5 separate regions of the Sus scrofa genome follow, and regions 1, 2, 4 and 5 are each linked to region 3. Evidence: chromatin contacts called from public HiChIP or PLAC-seq and promoter capture Hi-C data. All regions are on one chromosome and are shown on one strand. The core of a region is the stretch at or near the end of the contact, and the rest is flanking DNA. Distances in the headings are between cores, read along the strand shown. Region 1 holds the start of HEMK1 (hemK methyltransferase family member 1). Region 2 holds the start of MAPKAPK3 (mitogen-activated protein kinase-activated protein kinase 3). Region 3 holds the start of MANF (mesencephalic astrocyte derived neurotrophic factor). Region 4 holds the start of RASSF1 (ras association domain-containing protein 1). Region 5 holds the start of TMEM115 (transmembrane protein 115).

Region 1 (2,700 bases), core at 65-2,564, 610 kb before region 3:
GCCCAGAGCCCGCCCTGCATTGGCCCGCTGGCCTGTCACTTGGATCTGGCTCTGCCCCCAGCAGGAGCGGGAGCCGGGTCAAGGTTCTTGGAGACCACTCCTCACTCCCCGAGGCCTATGCAAGAGTTGGGCGGGGGATGATGCTTGGCCGGGCCCTTTCTAGGGGCCAGAACTCTGGCCTCCGGCTAGCCTGGGCTCCACCTCCGCCAAGACAGACTTGCGCTTCCCAAACGCAGGTGGACGCAGGTTTGGGGAGAGCACTAGACTAGGATCCTTGAGCCTATATTGAACTCTGGATCGACCCTCCATTAGCTTGGCGACCTAGAGCAAGATGTTCTCCTCCCTCGGTCTCAGTTTCCTGTTCACGTGGGCTCTGGTGTGTGGGCTCTTGGTAAAGGACACCTACCCTGGTCTAGAAATGATTCATCTTCAGAGAAGTTGGAGACGGGTTGGAATTATTACTGCAGTGGTATTATTGGGCACTTGGAACCAAGCAAGCCCACAGACATCCCTCCATCCGGAGCACGAACACCTCTGGAGAGGAGCCTTCAGATACTTTCTAATCCTCAGGTTTTCAAAGGAGTTTATGGGGATCAGGGGTCTGGGATGGAGTTCGGGGAAACTGCATGTTTAATAGTAGTTTAGTTAACCGTGAGGTAGGTAACAATAGATTCCGGGGCGAGGGGTTGGCACTGGCAGGCCATATTTTGCAGGACACTGCCATGAATTTTATAAAAGCAACTGAGGCCCACAGATGGGCACCTGGACAAAGCCTCGAGACGAGTCAGGATTCTAATCCTAGTCTCCTACTTCCAGTTTCCCTGCTCCAAACCCTAAAACGGGAACTAGAGGGTTAAAAGCAGCCCTTGAGCCCAGGCGCCACCTGGACCGCAGGTCCTGGACACCCAGTCCCGCTCCTTAAATTAGTACCCGCCCCCAGTGCTGGGACCCTCCCACGAGCCCCTCTACTCTCTCGCCGGCTTCTTTAGACCACGCTCCTGAGCATCGCGCCCCAATTCTCGAACCCTGGGCTGGCTGGTGACACGCCTCCATTTGGGCTGGCTACACATCGCACGGATGGGTAGCCAAACGCCAGCTCGGAGCAGTTACTGAGGCCAGAGTCATATCCCTGCTATGACCTTTAGGAAGACTGGCTGGTCCAGGCCCCCGGGGAACGACCCTATACACTACCAAGCACTTTCTGACGGGGGGCGCCGGCGGGCGTTTTTGGGCGTCGCGTTCAAATCCTGCCCCACTGGCCCGCCTCGCCTTCTGAGGTGGAACCTAGAGGCGCTAGGAACCCTAAAGCTGGACTGCGGGGTCCACCCGAGCCCTTTCCCAACCGCTCCAACCCCGGAAGCAGAGCCTTGGAGGGCGCTCACCGCGCGTTACTCACATCCGGGCGCCGAACCCGCGGTAGTTTCTTTAGGCTGGAGGGCGAGTAGGGTGGTAACTCAGGCAGGTATGAGCAGCACTCTCCCGACCTACCCTCCTCCCCTTATCCCGTTGTACAAATGGAGAGGTAGACTTGCGGAGAGGCGACCTCTTCGTGCGGACCTGAGGGGGCAGCTGCGCCCTTGATTTCAAGCCTCAGCTTTTTCCTGGGCAGCGCTGTGGCAGACAGAGCCGCTCCTGGAGTTCGAAGGACTTGTGTCTTACGTGGGACAGTTCCTAGCTTTGGGCAGGTTGCTTCCCGTCTCCGAGTCTCCTTTTCCTCTCTGTTTGTCTCTGAAGATGTGGCACTTAGCAGGTATTCAGTTAAGGCTAGTTTGAACCTTGATCTCTGTAAGAGGAAAGAAGACCACTGATTTTAAACCTGAAGTTAAATTTGTTTGTGATAACTTAAATATGAAATTAACAAAAATTATCACTTTTTTAGCTGAGTTTATGCTGATGATTAGGACTATGGATTAAATTGGGAGTGTGACCAGAACTCAGCCTTTGTGCATCCACACTGAATTGAATCTCTGAGGCAGAGTTTTGGATGAAGGAGAAAAGAATAGCCTTATTGCTTTTCCGGGCAAAGGGGGACACAGCAGAGTAATTCCCTCAAAACTTCCCAAACCAGGGGGGATTTGGGGAGGAGTTTTTTTTTTAATATGTATTTATTATTAATTTTTTAATGTCTGCACCCACGACATTTGGAAGTTCCTGGGCCAGACATTGAATCTGATTAGTTTCAACCTGCACCACAGCTACGGCCTGCTGGATCCTTTAACCCACTCTGCCTGGCTGAGGATCAAACCCAAGCCTCTGCAGCAACCAGAGCCACTTTAGTTGGATTCCTAACCCACTGTGCCACATCAGGAACTCCTGGTCAGGAGTTTTACAGCAGAGATTTTGTGGATGAGCTCGGTTTCTTGGAGGGGGCAGATTTTTAGCATACAAATCAAGGACAGTACATGTAAAATGTCAAAAGCAGAGCTCCCAAGCAAAGATGGTCTCTTGCTCCTAGTAATATTAGTTAAGAGCATGTAATGTTGGAGTTCCCGTTGTGGCGCAGCAGAAACGAATCCGACTAGAATCCATAAGGATGCGGGTTTGATCCCTGGCCTTGCTCAGTGGGTTAAGGATCCGGTGTTGCTGTGAGCTCTGGTGTAGGTCACAGACACAGCTCAGATCCCTCATTGCTGTGGCTCTGGGCCTAGGCCAACAGCTGTAGCTCTGATTGGACCCCTAGCCTGGGAACTTCCATGCACA
Region 2 (2,700 bases), core at 36-2,535, 560 kb before region 3:
GAACAGTTTGGAGATACCTTAGAAATCTATCCATAGAACTTCCATATGACCCCGCAATCCCACTCTTGGGCATCTATCCGGACAAAACTCTACTTGAAAGAGACACATGCACCCGCATGTTCATTGCAGCACTATTCACAATAGCCAGGACATGGAAACAACCCAAATGTCCATCGACAGATGATTGGATTCGGAAGGTGTGGTATATATACACAATGGAATACTACTCAGCCATAAAAAAGAATGATGACATAATGCCATTTGCAGCAACATGGATGGAGCTAGAGAATCTCATCCTGAGTGAAATGAGCCAGAAAGACAAAGACAAATGCCATATGATATCACTTATAACTGGAATCTAATATCCAGCACAAATGAACATCTCAGAAAAGAAAATCATGGACTTGGAGAAGAGACTTGTGGTTGCCTGATGGGAGGGGGAGGGAGTGGGAGGGATCGGGAGATTGGGCTTATCAGACACAACTTAGAATAGATTTACAAGGAGATCCTGCTGAATAGCTTTGAGAACTTTGTCTAGATACTCATGTTGCAACAGAAGAAAGGGTGGGGGAAAAATGTAATGTATACATGTAAGGATAACCTGACCCCCTTGCTGTACAGTGGGGAAAAAAAAAAAAGAATATCTGTCACTGGGGTGGGAGAAGACTTTTAAAACACAACACCCTAAGCTCAAACCATAAGATGAAAAGTTGATCCATCTGACCAAATGGGAATTTAGGATTTCTGGTCTTAGGATACTGAATCCCAAGAGAATATGAGCAGGAGATGGACGGTAGGGAAGAGATGGCCAGAACCACTAGGAACTAGAGAGACGCGAATCACAACAAAATTCCATTTCACTTGGCATGTTGGCAAAAATTAGTACTTTAGGTAGGTGGCGGTGGGCCACCGCTAAGGAAATCGCAAGCTTTACAAATTATTCTGGAAGGTCTCAGGGCAGAGTGCAGAGAAAACACCCCACTAAAGGGGCTCCCTGAGTCTCCGAGAGAAACAAGACTTCCTATGCTGCCACTTCTTTGGTGGCTGGTAAAATTCGAGGCTCAAACAACCCACGCAGAACCTCGCTCTCTAGAGCTGGGGTCTACCGGGCCACTGGCGGAGCCTCGGTGGTTTCCGCCCCCTCGAGAAGCCACGCCCCCTATTGCTGCCGCTGCTCTGGGCGGGCCCCGCCGGGCCCCGCCCAATCCTGCCAAGGGCCTCCTGGCCCTTTAAGGCTGACCGAGCCCGGCCTCTAGTCTGGGACGCGTGGGGGAGGGGGGCGGTCACATGGGCCGACGGCTGCGCGGCTCCGCTCCGGGCTCCCGCGGCCGCTGGCTCCGGCTACTGCCGCCCCTACCTCTTACCGGCCCTGCAGCCGGGTGTACTGCCAGGTACGCCCTCGCCAGGTACACTTTCCCTGGGCCCCCTCCACCTCCCACTCCCGGGACCTCGCGGCCCTTTCCCTTCTAGATGGGTGGCCGGGCGGGACTCTCCTGTGCCCCGCTGCGCGACCACCGCCCCCCTGCCGCGTCTCCGTACACTCCAGCAGTTCGCCTGGCATTCCCAGCCCTGTCCCTGGCCCAAAACCCAGTGTGGTTCAGGGGCTCCAAGGCTGGGGTATATTGAAGTAATCTGAGCGGAACTCACTCTTCCTTTCTTCCCCAAGTGGCCTTGGACACGCCAGGCTGGGGCCGCCTCTGAGCGCCCCGCGGGGGCCATGGATGTCGAGACAGCAGAGGATCAGGGGGGCCCTGCGCCCCCGCCAGGTGCACCCTGCGGAACTTGCTTAGCAGGCGCTCCGGCCCTCGGGGGGCGGCGCGAGCCCAAGAAGTACGCAGTGACCGACGACTACCAGTTGTCCAAGCAGGTGCTGGGCTTGGGTGTGAACGGCAAGGTGCTGGAATGTTTCCATCGGCGCACTGGGCAGAAATGTGCCCTGAAGGTCAGTGACCCTTCACTGCCGTGTGGGTGACCCAGAGGGCCCAGCAGCAGAGACCTGTGGCCTCGGGGCCTCTGTTAAGCTTCTTATGCTCAGCATCTTCTTCCGCCCTCTTACTACCCGGTAAGGACAGGCTCCTGGTCCTCCCTTCTTTACAGTTGGGGAAACTGAGGCTAGGCCTAGGGTGTCCTGTGCCAGGGAGCAAGGGGGTGGAGTCAGTATGCGTACAGCCTGCTGTACCCGGAAGCAGGGAAGGAGTGGCTCCTGACTCTGGGTTTCTGACTGGGCCCAAGGAGGGCCTTCATTCAGCTTGGCTGCTCCTTCCCTGAGAAGCTCTTCTGACTGGAATGGGTCTAAGTTTCTTTCTACCTGAGAATGAGTCCCTGTGAAAGCTTGAAGTGGGGCTGCATTCTCCTGTGGCCCCTGCCTGCCTGGGCTCCTGGGTGGGAGCCTCCCAGGGCTGACTGGTGGGCAAGGATGACACCCATCACACCTGTGGGCAGGAGCTGCTGATGGGCTTCAGCTGAGTCACCAGACCCATGTTGAAAGGGGCAGGTCCTATCCAAGTCTGACCCACCTTGTTTCCTGGGCAGAGGGCAAGCCAGCCAGCTAGCCACATCACACCAGAGGCTCCTTATAGGCCTAGCTGAGATCTCAGTGATACAGGTGGAATCCAGGGAGTCCTGGGGGTGGCTGGTCTAGCTATGTAGTTCTGGTTTAGGTCATATATAGAGTTCTGGGCCCAGGACCCTGCCCCATAC
Region 3 (2,700 bases), core at 128-2,627:
TTTAAAAGAAGTGACTTTAAAATGGTCTTAACCTGTACCAGAAAGCAAAGTTAAAAGAAAAAAAAATTTTTTTGTGCTAGTGTCCCAAAAGGTATTTTACTGTATATATTGTGGTAGCATGTTCTAAATCTAACAAGTAATGTGAATTTTAGATGTAAATATCTGCCACTTGATTTCCCCCCTTCCCCTACTCCCTTGACTGCTGTGATGTGAATTAAAGATGAATACCTGATACTGACCCACTGAATTCACTGAATGGGAGCAGCCCAAGTGCCCCCCACCAACCCTTGTCGCTGGGCTCCAAGCCCCACTTAGTCCCATAGAAATCTCTTTTCTGCCCTGAGCACAGAAACAACCTTTCCCACGTCGTGCCTTCAAGGACAGGTAGCCCATCCCTGCACCAAAATATAGAGGAAGCAAAGAGAAAACCACCTCCACTGCTTGTCCGCCGACCCACAGAACCCTCCTAAGGAAGCGCCCTCGGCAGCCAGGGCCCCTCCTGAGCGGTCGGCTGGGAAGCTGGAGGAGGCGAGCCAGCCTCCTCGGGCAAGGCTCCGGAGCTAGTGAGGAAAGGGGGAGACTCTCCAGCGTCGGGGACAAACCTCCGAAGCCCCAGGCCTCCCCACTGTGAGACTGGATGCACCTGACCAAAAGCAAGCAACAAGCCCTGACCAGGGCGCCTCTCTCAGCTCCAGGACGGCCCAGAGTCCGTCTACCCCGGCCGGGGTCCTCCTGTCGGCCGTCCGAGGCGGGCTCCGGCCACCCCTGGACCAGGAGATAGGAGCCTGAGCGGCTAGGACAATTTGGATGCGGTCAGTGGGCCTCGCAGGCGCTCCCCGAAGACTGGTTCCCCTGCCCACGTGATCGTCTACGAAAAAAGAAACCTCTTCCGAGCCGACCGCCCTCCCCGCCCTGCTGGGTTGAGTCTGACCCCAGAACCCCTGACCAGCGTCACGAGTTGAGGCCCGGGAGGGAAGGTCCGTAGGGTTTTTTGGGCGGGCGCCAGGCCTAGAACACCGAATCTGTAGGGCAGTTCAACAGGCGCGGGGCAACAACCAAACGCCACCCTAATCCCCCGCCCTCCGCCTCAGCCACAGCCGCTGCCCCTAACCAAGATGGCGGTCCGAACCGCTTCCGCCGCTGACGCAGCCGCTTCCGGCGGGCCTCCCTGGTTCAATCAGCGGCCGACAACTGTCTAGGGCCGAGGGCGGGCGACGCCACCAGCCAATGGAGAAGGGCAGCGTGGAGCGGCCCGTCTGGGCTCCGAGGCGCGTGGACCAATGGGGGCGCGGTGTGTGGGAGGGTGCGGGGGCCGCCCGCCAATAGGGAGCTACGGCGCGCGGCCGGGACCTGGAGACAGCGCCGCGCAGCGGGCGCGGTTCAGTCGGGCGGCGGCGGTGGCGGCGGCGGGTGGTGGAGAATGTGGTTCACTCACGGGCTGGCAGTGGCGCTGGCTCTGAGCGTGCTGCCAGCAAGCCGGGCCCTACGGCCGGGCGACTGTGAAGGTGCGGCGGGGTCGGGATCCGCGCGCCGTGGCCGGCCTGGCGGCGGCGCTGACTCCAACCAAACCACGGAGCGGCCAGGATGCTGGGGCAGAAACGGGCGGGGGTGCCCCGGGAGGGCCGATGCCGGGCCTAGAAAACATTTCCTGGGCCTAAAAAACATTGGTTCGATGAGAAAAAAGTTGGGACTAAATCATACAGAAAACTTGGCTAGAAATTTAAATAATGCCGGAGTTGTGGTCCTTTCCCATCACTGGGCAGAGGCGCCCAGGAGCGGCCCTGGCCCGGGTCGGGAGTCCTGAGGCCGGGCAGTAGGCACCGCGCCTGGTCTGGTTGCGAAGCCGCACCTCGGGATTCGGCGTTGTATTTGGAAATGAGCAGCATTCGGATCTTTTTTTCTCTTGGGCCTCGAATTGTCCAATTGCGAGGTCACAGTGGGTCCATCTCAAGGACACGTGTTCAGTCTCTGCATAAACTTTATGGAAAAAGCGAGGAGGAGCCCTTTTGTGGGTCTTTGGGTGATGCTCTTTCCTTGCATGCTCCAGGTGTACCAGGGGACTTAGCAACTGGAGCGCGGTTCCTTCTACCTGTGGGCACCTGAGAAAATCCGGTGATGGAAGAACTCCTCTCTCCGTGTCACCTATTAAAATTGCGGATGGAGTTCCTTCCTGGTGGATTGGGGTGCAACTCCATGATTGCTGATCATCTTCCTTCCTTCTCTTTTCCAGTTTGTATTTCTTACCTGGGAAGATTTTATCAGGACCTCAAAGACAGAGATGTCACATTCTCACCAGCCTCTATTGAAAAAGAACTTACAAAGTTCTGCCGTGAAGCCAGAGGCAAAGAGAATCGGTTGGTGAGTAGCTGGCCCTGGCCAGTGTTGAACCTTTCCTTTCACAAGCCTTTCAGTAAAAGGCCCTGCCCACCTGCCTGTTCAGGTCACCTGTTCTGTCAGGGAACTAAGATAAGACTGAAGTGCTTTCTGTATTCTGCAGTTGTGATGTTATCCTCTTAGTATTGGTTAAACACCTACTGTGTGGTGGGCACTGGGAGTATCCGGGGAGAGAAATGACAGGCAAATGATGCGGTGGGATGAGTGTCATGAAGAAAATGGGCCAGGATGGTACAGTAGAGAGGGTAGGTGCTGATTTAGGCAATAATCAAGAATTCTTCTGAGAAAGGGTCACCATTGAGGTAA
Region 4 (2,700 bases), core at 82-2,581, 830 kb before region 3:
ACGGCATAGGGAAGTTCCTGGGCTAGGGGTCTAATTTGAGCTGCAGCTGCCGGCCTACACTACAGCCACAGCAATGCAGGATCTAGGCCACATCTTCGACGTATACCACAGCTCATGGCAATGCCGGATCCTTAACCCACTGAGCAAGACCAGGGATCGAACCCATGTCCTCATGGATACTAGTCAGATGAGATACCGCTGAGCCACAAGGAGAACTTCAACAAAAACTCTTGCTTGCAGGGGGCCTACCCAAGGGTCTAACTTTTTCAAGGCCTTCTCCCATTGTCGGGTAAATTCTCTTCACCCCAGGAATTCTGGAGGGGGACTTGGTGAGTGAATCTTTGTAAGGGGCAGGTGTGGGAATATGAACTCAAAGACTGGTGGGTACAAAGCCTTTTTCAAGAAGGATCAAGGCACTTTTTAAACTTGAAAGCAGCACCTTGTTATTCACAGGCAACCACTGCTGCCTATGTCCCATATGCAGGTGGCACGCTTGTAAGATATCAAGGTTATAACCCATCTGCCTGCACTGTCTTAGGCTATTTGGCAAAAGTAAACTACCTGGTCTGTGGTCCCCACTGACCCCCTCCGTAGCAACTTGGCCTTCAGCTTGGCCACCCGTTTCACTCTCGCCAATGCCCCGGGCGCTACTCACGTGCGCACTGCAGGCCCTTGCGCACGACGCCCCAGATGAAGTCACCACAGAGGTCGCACCACGTGTGCGTGGCGGGCCCCGCAGGCTGGAAGCGGTGGCCTCGGCCCGGGACCAGCTGCCTTGCGTTGTTGCGCGCTGTGCCCGGAGCAATGCGCAGCGCGTTGGCACGCTCCAGCCGGGTGCGGACCGGGGCGGCGCACCGAGCGGGTGCCAGTTCCCGCAGCTCAATGAGCTCGGGCTCAGCGGACATGTCCCGGTCCGGCCGGGACTCCTGCTGGCTCTGGGCGCCGAGCGAGCTCCCGACGGGCGGGGCCGCGGGGCGGGCCCCCGATGCGGCGCCGCCTCCGGGGTTCAGGCAGAGCGGCGGGAGAGCAAAAGAGCGCGGCGCCAGGGATACCCAGCACCCAGGCTGCGTCTGCCCTCCCGCAGGAGAAGTGGAGCCCGGAGGGCGCTGCACGGGTGCTGCTGTCGCGGAGTCCCCGCCCTCCTACCTCCCTTCATCCCTCGAGCTACTCCCCTCCCCCTAACAACCACGACGACCACGCGGAAAACAGGCGTCTTTATGGAAACCAGCTTTACTTTACTTACTGAAGGAAGAGGGTCCCCACATCCGGTTCTCACCCCCACAACCCCGCCCAGGGCCTCTCTCCCCAGCTTGCTGAGGCTGCACCCTAAGCCGGGTGGGGCAGGAAGTGGGGATGGCTTTGCTGGGGAAGATGGGTCAGCAGCACTTCCCTCCTGCTGTCTTCCTCATCTGGGAGGCTGGGGCACTTGCAGAGGCCAGGCCGAGATCCAGAGGTTCAGGGGTACACTCTAGTGGATTGTATGGCATGGTGGTTGGCCCTCAGCAGCTGCATCCTTCACTTGGCTCTGTCACCTTGGGCTGCCACAACACAAGACTTTCCATGTTTTTCCCAGTGCTTGACTTGGCACTCCCTGCAGGCAAGTGGGCCAGTAAAGATTCAGTGTTTGTGAGGGGTATGGAAGTGGGATTTAGGGATCCAAGATCCTAGGATACCCTCACCTGCAGCAGTACCACTCATTCTGGCATCGTGAGCAGCGCTTGGAGGCCTCTGCACTGCAGTAAGCACAGCGGGGTCGCTCTGGAGCCACTGCCTCCAGCACGTCCAGTCTGTAGGTCTCAGCCCACCTGGGAAAAGGGTCAGAAGGACTTGACTGGACCTGTGGGTGGGGGGACAGGAGCAGCCCTGCCCACATCCATGCCTTCTGCATCTCTTCCACCCCTTCCAGCAGGCCTCACCTTTGTGCTTGCAGCCTCAGGTCCTGCTCTGAGGTGCTGAATATATGCTGCAGCTGGTGCTTGGCAATAGCCTGCCACTTGCCTTTGTTCTCTTGCTCTAGCCGCTCCCAGATTTCTGGGATCTGGGGAAGAGAAATGGAGAGTAGCAGGGAGGAGCTGGCAAAGTGGGCAGTGGTCCCGAGCAACTAACTTTCTAGTGCCTACCTGTTCCAACACCAGGTCTTTCTTAGGGGGCTGGGCTTCGGCCAGGGCCAGGTGGGCTAGGAAACCCTGCAGGTCTGCCAGGTTGGGCATCTGGTCCAGCAGCGTGTCTGTGAGGAATGCCTGAAGCTGCAAGGGTTTCCAGGGAGGCCAGTGTGAAGCAGTGCTGACCAGAAGGTCAAGGAACAGAGAGACCCTGGGCTGGGTTGGACTAAGGATGCCCGTGGGACCCACATCCCATTAGCTTCTGTGTGTGTCACCTGAGGCCCAAGTTCTGGAGAGAGGCCTAGGGTTGAGGCAGGTGGGTAAAAATAAACAGGGGTGGGGTGGGGCAGGGCTAGGGGGCTGTGGGGCTGATATGGGAGGAGTTCCTACCTTGAGTAGCTGTCCTTTAGCAAAGCTGGTGAGGCAATAGTGGGCTCGGGCCTCGGGGCTTAGCAGCAGGTTGTACAGGGCAATCCACACCTGCCCATCCAACTTGCTCAGTTTTTGCTGCTCTGATGGGGGCACTGTCTGCCAACGGCCACTCTCAAATTGCTGCAGCTTGCCTGGGGAGAGGAACCAGCATACTGGGTACAAACAT
Region 5 (2,700 bases), core at 103-2,602, 820 kb before region 3:
GGCTGATGGTGATGGAGGATGGTGCGCCCACATCATAGCGCTTCACTGTCTTCTGGCATATCTTTACCTTCACCAGGAGGCCATGTACCAAGTTTGCCAACAGCCCCACCACAGGCTGCAGGATCTCAGGGAAGAAGGTGGCGAAAGCAAAGTGGTCGGCCATGTCTCCTCGGCCTCGGCTATGGCGCTGGTAGAAGCGAAGATACACCCAACTGGAGAGCAGCCCAAAGCCATAGGAGGCCAGCGCTGGGCTCTGGAGTAGTGTGGCCAGCCGCAGCAGCAACAGCAGCCCCAACAGCAGCATGGGCACCACACTGACACGAACCTGGGGCACTCGGAGCACCACACAGTCCCCCATGGTTTGCTTGAGTGCCACCAAGACACCACCTAGGAAGCCCAGGGAGCCGTGGATGCGGATAGTAAAAAGGTACACCAAGTTGAAGGAAGCCATGTAGGTGAGGAGGTAGGCGAAGGCCCCCAGCAGCCCCACAGATACGTTCACCACTGAGAAGAAGATGAGCAGCTCCAAGGCCCCCCAGAGGGGCTCCAGCAAACGTCCAGCTACCACCACTGTGGCCAGGCTAATGGCCACATCCCACACATGCTGTTCCATCAGCCCATGGGTGGCCAGGGTCCAGATCCAGAAGTTGGGTGGAAAGAGATAGCCTGGGGTGACAGCCAGGCAGCTCGTGTCCACGGCAAAGGACAGCAGGTAGAGGAATAGTACAGCAACGCACAGAGCCTTCACCACCACGCTGGCGCTGGCCAGGATGGCCCCCAAGTGTTGGCGGGCGCCCGGTAAGGCGCGCTGCATCTTCCCAGCTGGCTTCGGCCTGAGGGAAGGGTTTAGTGGGCTAGGGGCCTCCCCGGGGCCTCGTCCAAGTCCGGCCCCGACGGGAGGCCCGGGCCCGGCCTAGTCAATGGCCTATGGCCCGGGTGAAATCTCCACTTCCGGTCAGGTCGACTCCGGTCATAAACGGCAGAGCCGGGCCTGGTCGCCGGACCGGGGACTAGGCCCTTAGCAGGGGATCTGAGGGAAGGCCCTGGGTAGCTTCTGCACGCCCGCCTGGTCTCCCTGCAGGCCCCACGCCACACCAACGGGTCTGGACGTGATCTTAGGGCTCGATCTCCTCCATCCACTCTGGGATCCTACGGTCCGCGCGGCACTGGAGCCTAGTTCTGGGCCGGAGTCAAGTCTGATCAGTCCCGCCTCGGCCTGGGTCTCGGTTTCGACTCTACCTCCTCCCTTCTCAAGCGCCGACAAACAGGGGCGCTGCGCCTGCGCGCCCCGGGCGGCGGCAGGATGCCCTCTGAGCGTCGGCCTTGCGGCTCCACTGCATGCTGGGATAAGGAGTCCTGGGCCGGAGCCGGAACCAGCGGAAATCAGGATTCCGGGTAGAACACGTCCCAGGAGGCTGTGCGTCGGGCTGTTCCTGTTGGTGGTGAGAAAAGCGTGTGCTTGGGAGTTGTAGTTCCCAGGACCGTTTCTGCCAGATCTCTGGACGTGGGGGAAGGTGCACTAGCGTCGCTAACCTTGAGAGAGCGGCGAATACCAGCGGCAGCACAACCTCAGGTCACACACTTGATGAATTTCCCATGAGGAGTGGCTCAGTGTATGCCTGTACACCTGGGTGGGTGTCTCCTTGCGGGCAGGTATGTGGGTAAGAATGTTGGATGATCCAGTGGGCGCGAACTCCAGGAATTAAGGCGGTCTGCTGTATGCCTGATTCAGGTTGGAATTCTTGCTTTGCTCTTTGGCGGCTGTGTGACATTGGCCAAATTCCTGAACTTTGTTGAAGATCAGTTTCATGGACAGGAAAATGGAGATGATGACTGTACTTACTGTGAGGATCCAAGGGGACTGGGCTGTAAAATGCCAGTCTACTCTGGGCGCTCAGTGAGGGTGTTGCCCTGGCTGCCCTTGTTACAAATGAGGTGGAGCCAGTACTTGAACTAAGGCCTCCAGTCCCCAAATGGGTGATGTTGGGCCACTCTCAGTGGCTCTCCTCCCCACCACAGACAATCGCTGACCATCATGAAGAGAGGTCTCTCCACAAACTTGAGTCAGGCTGGCCTGGGGCCCCCACTTCAGTGCAATGGTGGCTTCAGGCAGGTTGTGTCCTGTGCAAATTGATTTTTTTTTTTTTATATTGAGTTACATTTTAAACAGTTGTAAAATAAAGTACATTTATGAAGTGCAGAATCCCTTCCTTTCCACCACTGATCTCAGTTCAGCTGCCATTGTGCATAGCCTACCAGGTTACAAAAGGTGTTGCTGTCCTTTATCTTTGGCATCCCACTGGATGCTGCCCCAGTGTAGGATTGCCAGATTGAGCAAATCAAGAGGGCACTCAGTTAAATTTGAATTTCAGGTAAACAATTTTTTCAGTATAAGCGCGACCCCAGTTTTTAGCATTGCTTTGTCCCATGCAGTGTTGGTAACATACTAAATATTTGTTGATTATCTGAAATAACAAATTTGACTGGATGTTTAGTATTTTATATGACAAGTCTACTCCAGGATTTTTGGGACTGCTGCAGAGCATGGGAGCTGTCCAGAGGTTGCTAGTTAGGCTTTGCTCTGTGGCCTGCTCTTGTGGAGTGAGGAAAGGTGTCTTCACTAAGGCCTGGAATGCCATCTTTCATTTATTTACCATCCAAGTTCCCCCAGCCATAGGCCACTTCCTTTCTGAAAACTTT

The links. Promoter capture Hi-C pulls out the DNA fragments that hold promoters and counts their contacts. HiChIP or PLAC-seq counts read pairs in DNA pulled down with a chosen protein or histone mark.
Region 1: a promoter capture Hi-C map of fetal liver shows a contact between it and region 3, with 4 times the contacts expected there. The contact joins the promoter of HEMK1 here to the promoter of MANF in region 3. A contact is called at or near these places in 3 of 5 promoter capture datasets (fetal liver, fetal skeletal muscle and liver), 18 of 47 Hi-C or Micro-C datasets (alveolar macrophages, brain, embryonic fibroblasts and 12 more) and 2 of 2 datasets of contacts at active chromatin or transcription factors (alveolar macrophages and skeletal muscle).
Region 2: an H3K27ac HiChIP or PLAC-seq map of alveolar macrophages shows a contact between it and region 3. The contact joins the promoter of MAPKAPK3 here to the promoter of MANF in region 3. A contact is called at or near these places in 4 of 5 promoter capture datasets (fetal liver, fetal skeletal muscle, liver and 1 more), 17 of 47 Hi-C or Micro-C datasets (adipocytes, alveolar macrophages, embryonic fibroblasts and 11 more) and 2 of 2 datasets of contacts at active chromatin or transcription factors (alveolar macrophages and skeletal muscle).
Region 4: an H3K27ac HiChIP or PLAC-seq map of alveolar macrophages shows a contact between it and region 3. The contact joins the promoter of RASSF1 here to the promoter of MANF in region 3. A contact is called at or near these places in 1 of 5 promoter capture datasets (liver), 4 of 47 Hi-C or Micro-C datasets (embryonic fibroblasts and liver) and 1 of 2 datasets of contacts at active chromatin or transcription factors (alveolar macrophages).
Region 5: a promoter capture Hi-C map of liver shows a contact between it and region 3, with 10 times the contacts expected there. The contact joins the promoter of TMEM115 here to the promoter of MANF in region 3. A contact is called at or near these places in 2 of 5 promoter capture datasets (fetal skeletal muscle and liver), 8 of 47 Hi-C or Micro-C datasets (embryonic fibroblasts, heart right ventricle, liver and 1 more) and 2 of 2 datasets of contacts at active chromatin or transcription factors (alveolar macrophages and skeletal muscle).

What each region holds. Positions count from the first base shown.
Region 1 is chr13:33,045,726-33,048,425 of Sscrofa11.1, forward strand. It overlaps HEMK1 (hemK methyltransferase family member 1), which reads left to right and starts at 1,315. Exons shown (of 11, transcript XM_021068829.1): 1 at 1,315-1,462.
Region 2 is chr13:33,096,123-33,098,822 of Sscrofa11.1, forward strand. It overlaps MAPKAPK3 (mitogen-activated protein kinase-activated protein kinase 3), which reads left to right and starts at 1,286. Exons shown (of 11, transcript NM_001143717.1): 1 at 1,286-1,391; 2 at 1,667-1,942. The coding sequence starts at 1,718.
Region 3 is chr13:33,656,902-33,659,601 of Sscrofa11.1, forward strand. MANF (mesencephalic astrocyte derived neurotrophic factor) reads left to right here and starts at 1,378. Exons shown (of 4, transcript NM_001244655.1): 1 at 1,378-1,505; 2 at 2,231-2,358. The coding sequence starts at 1,421. It overlaps DOCK3 (dedicator of cytokinesis protein 3), which reads left to right. Exons shown (of 55, transcript XM_021068838.1): 55 at 1-232.
Region 4 is chr13:32,824,155-32,826,854 of Sscrofa11.1, forward strand. RASSF1 (ras association domain-containing protein 1) reads right to left here and starts at 1,332. Exons shown (of 6, transcript XM_021068824.1): 1 at 1,244-1,332. The coding sequence starts at 1,265. ZMYND10 (zinc finger MYND domain-containing protein 10) reads right to left here. Exons shown (of 12, transcript XM_021068822.1): 8 at 2,493-2,665; 9 at 2,121-2,246; 10 at 1,917-2,038; 11 at 1,680-1,805; 12 at 1,244-1,591. The coding sequence ends at 1,516.
Region 5 is chr13:32,841,570-32,844,269 of Sscrofa11.1, forward strand. It overlaps TMEM115 (transmembrane protein 115), which reads right to left and starts at 1,353. Exons shown (of 2, transcript XM_003132227.6): 1 at 1-1,353. The coding sequence starts at 814.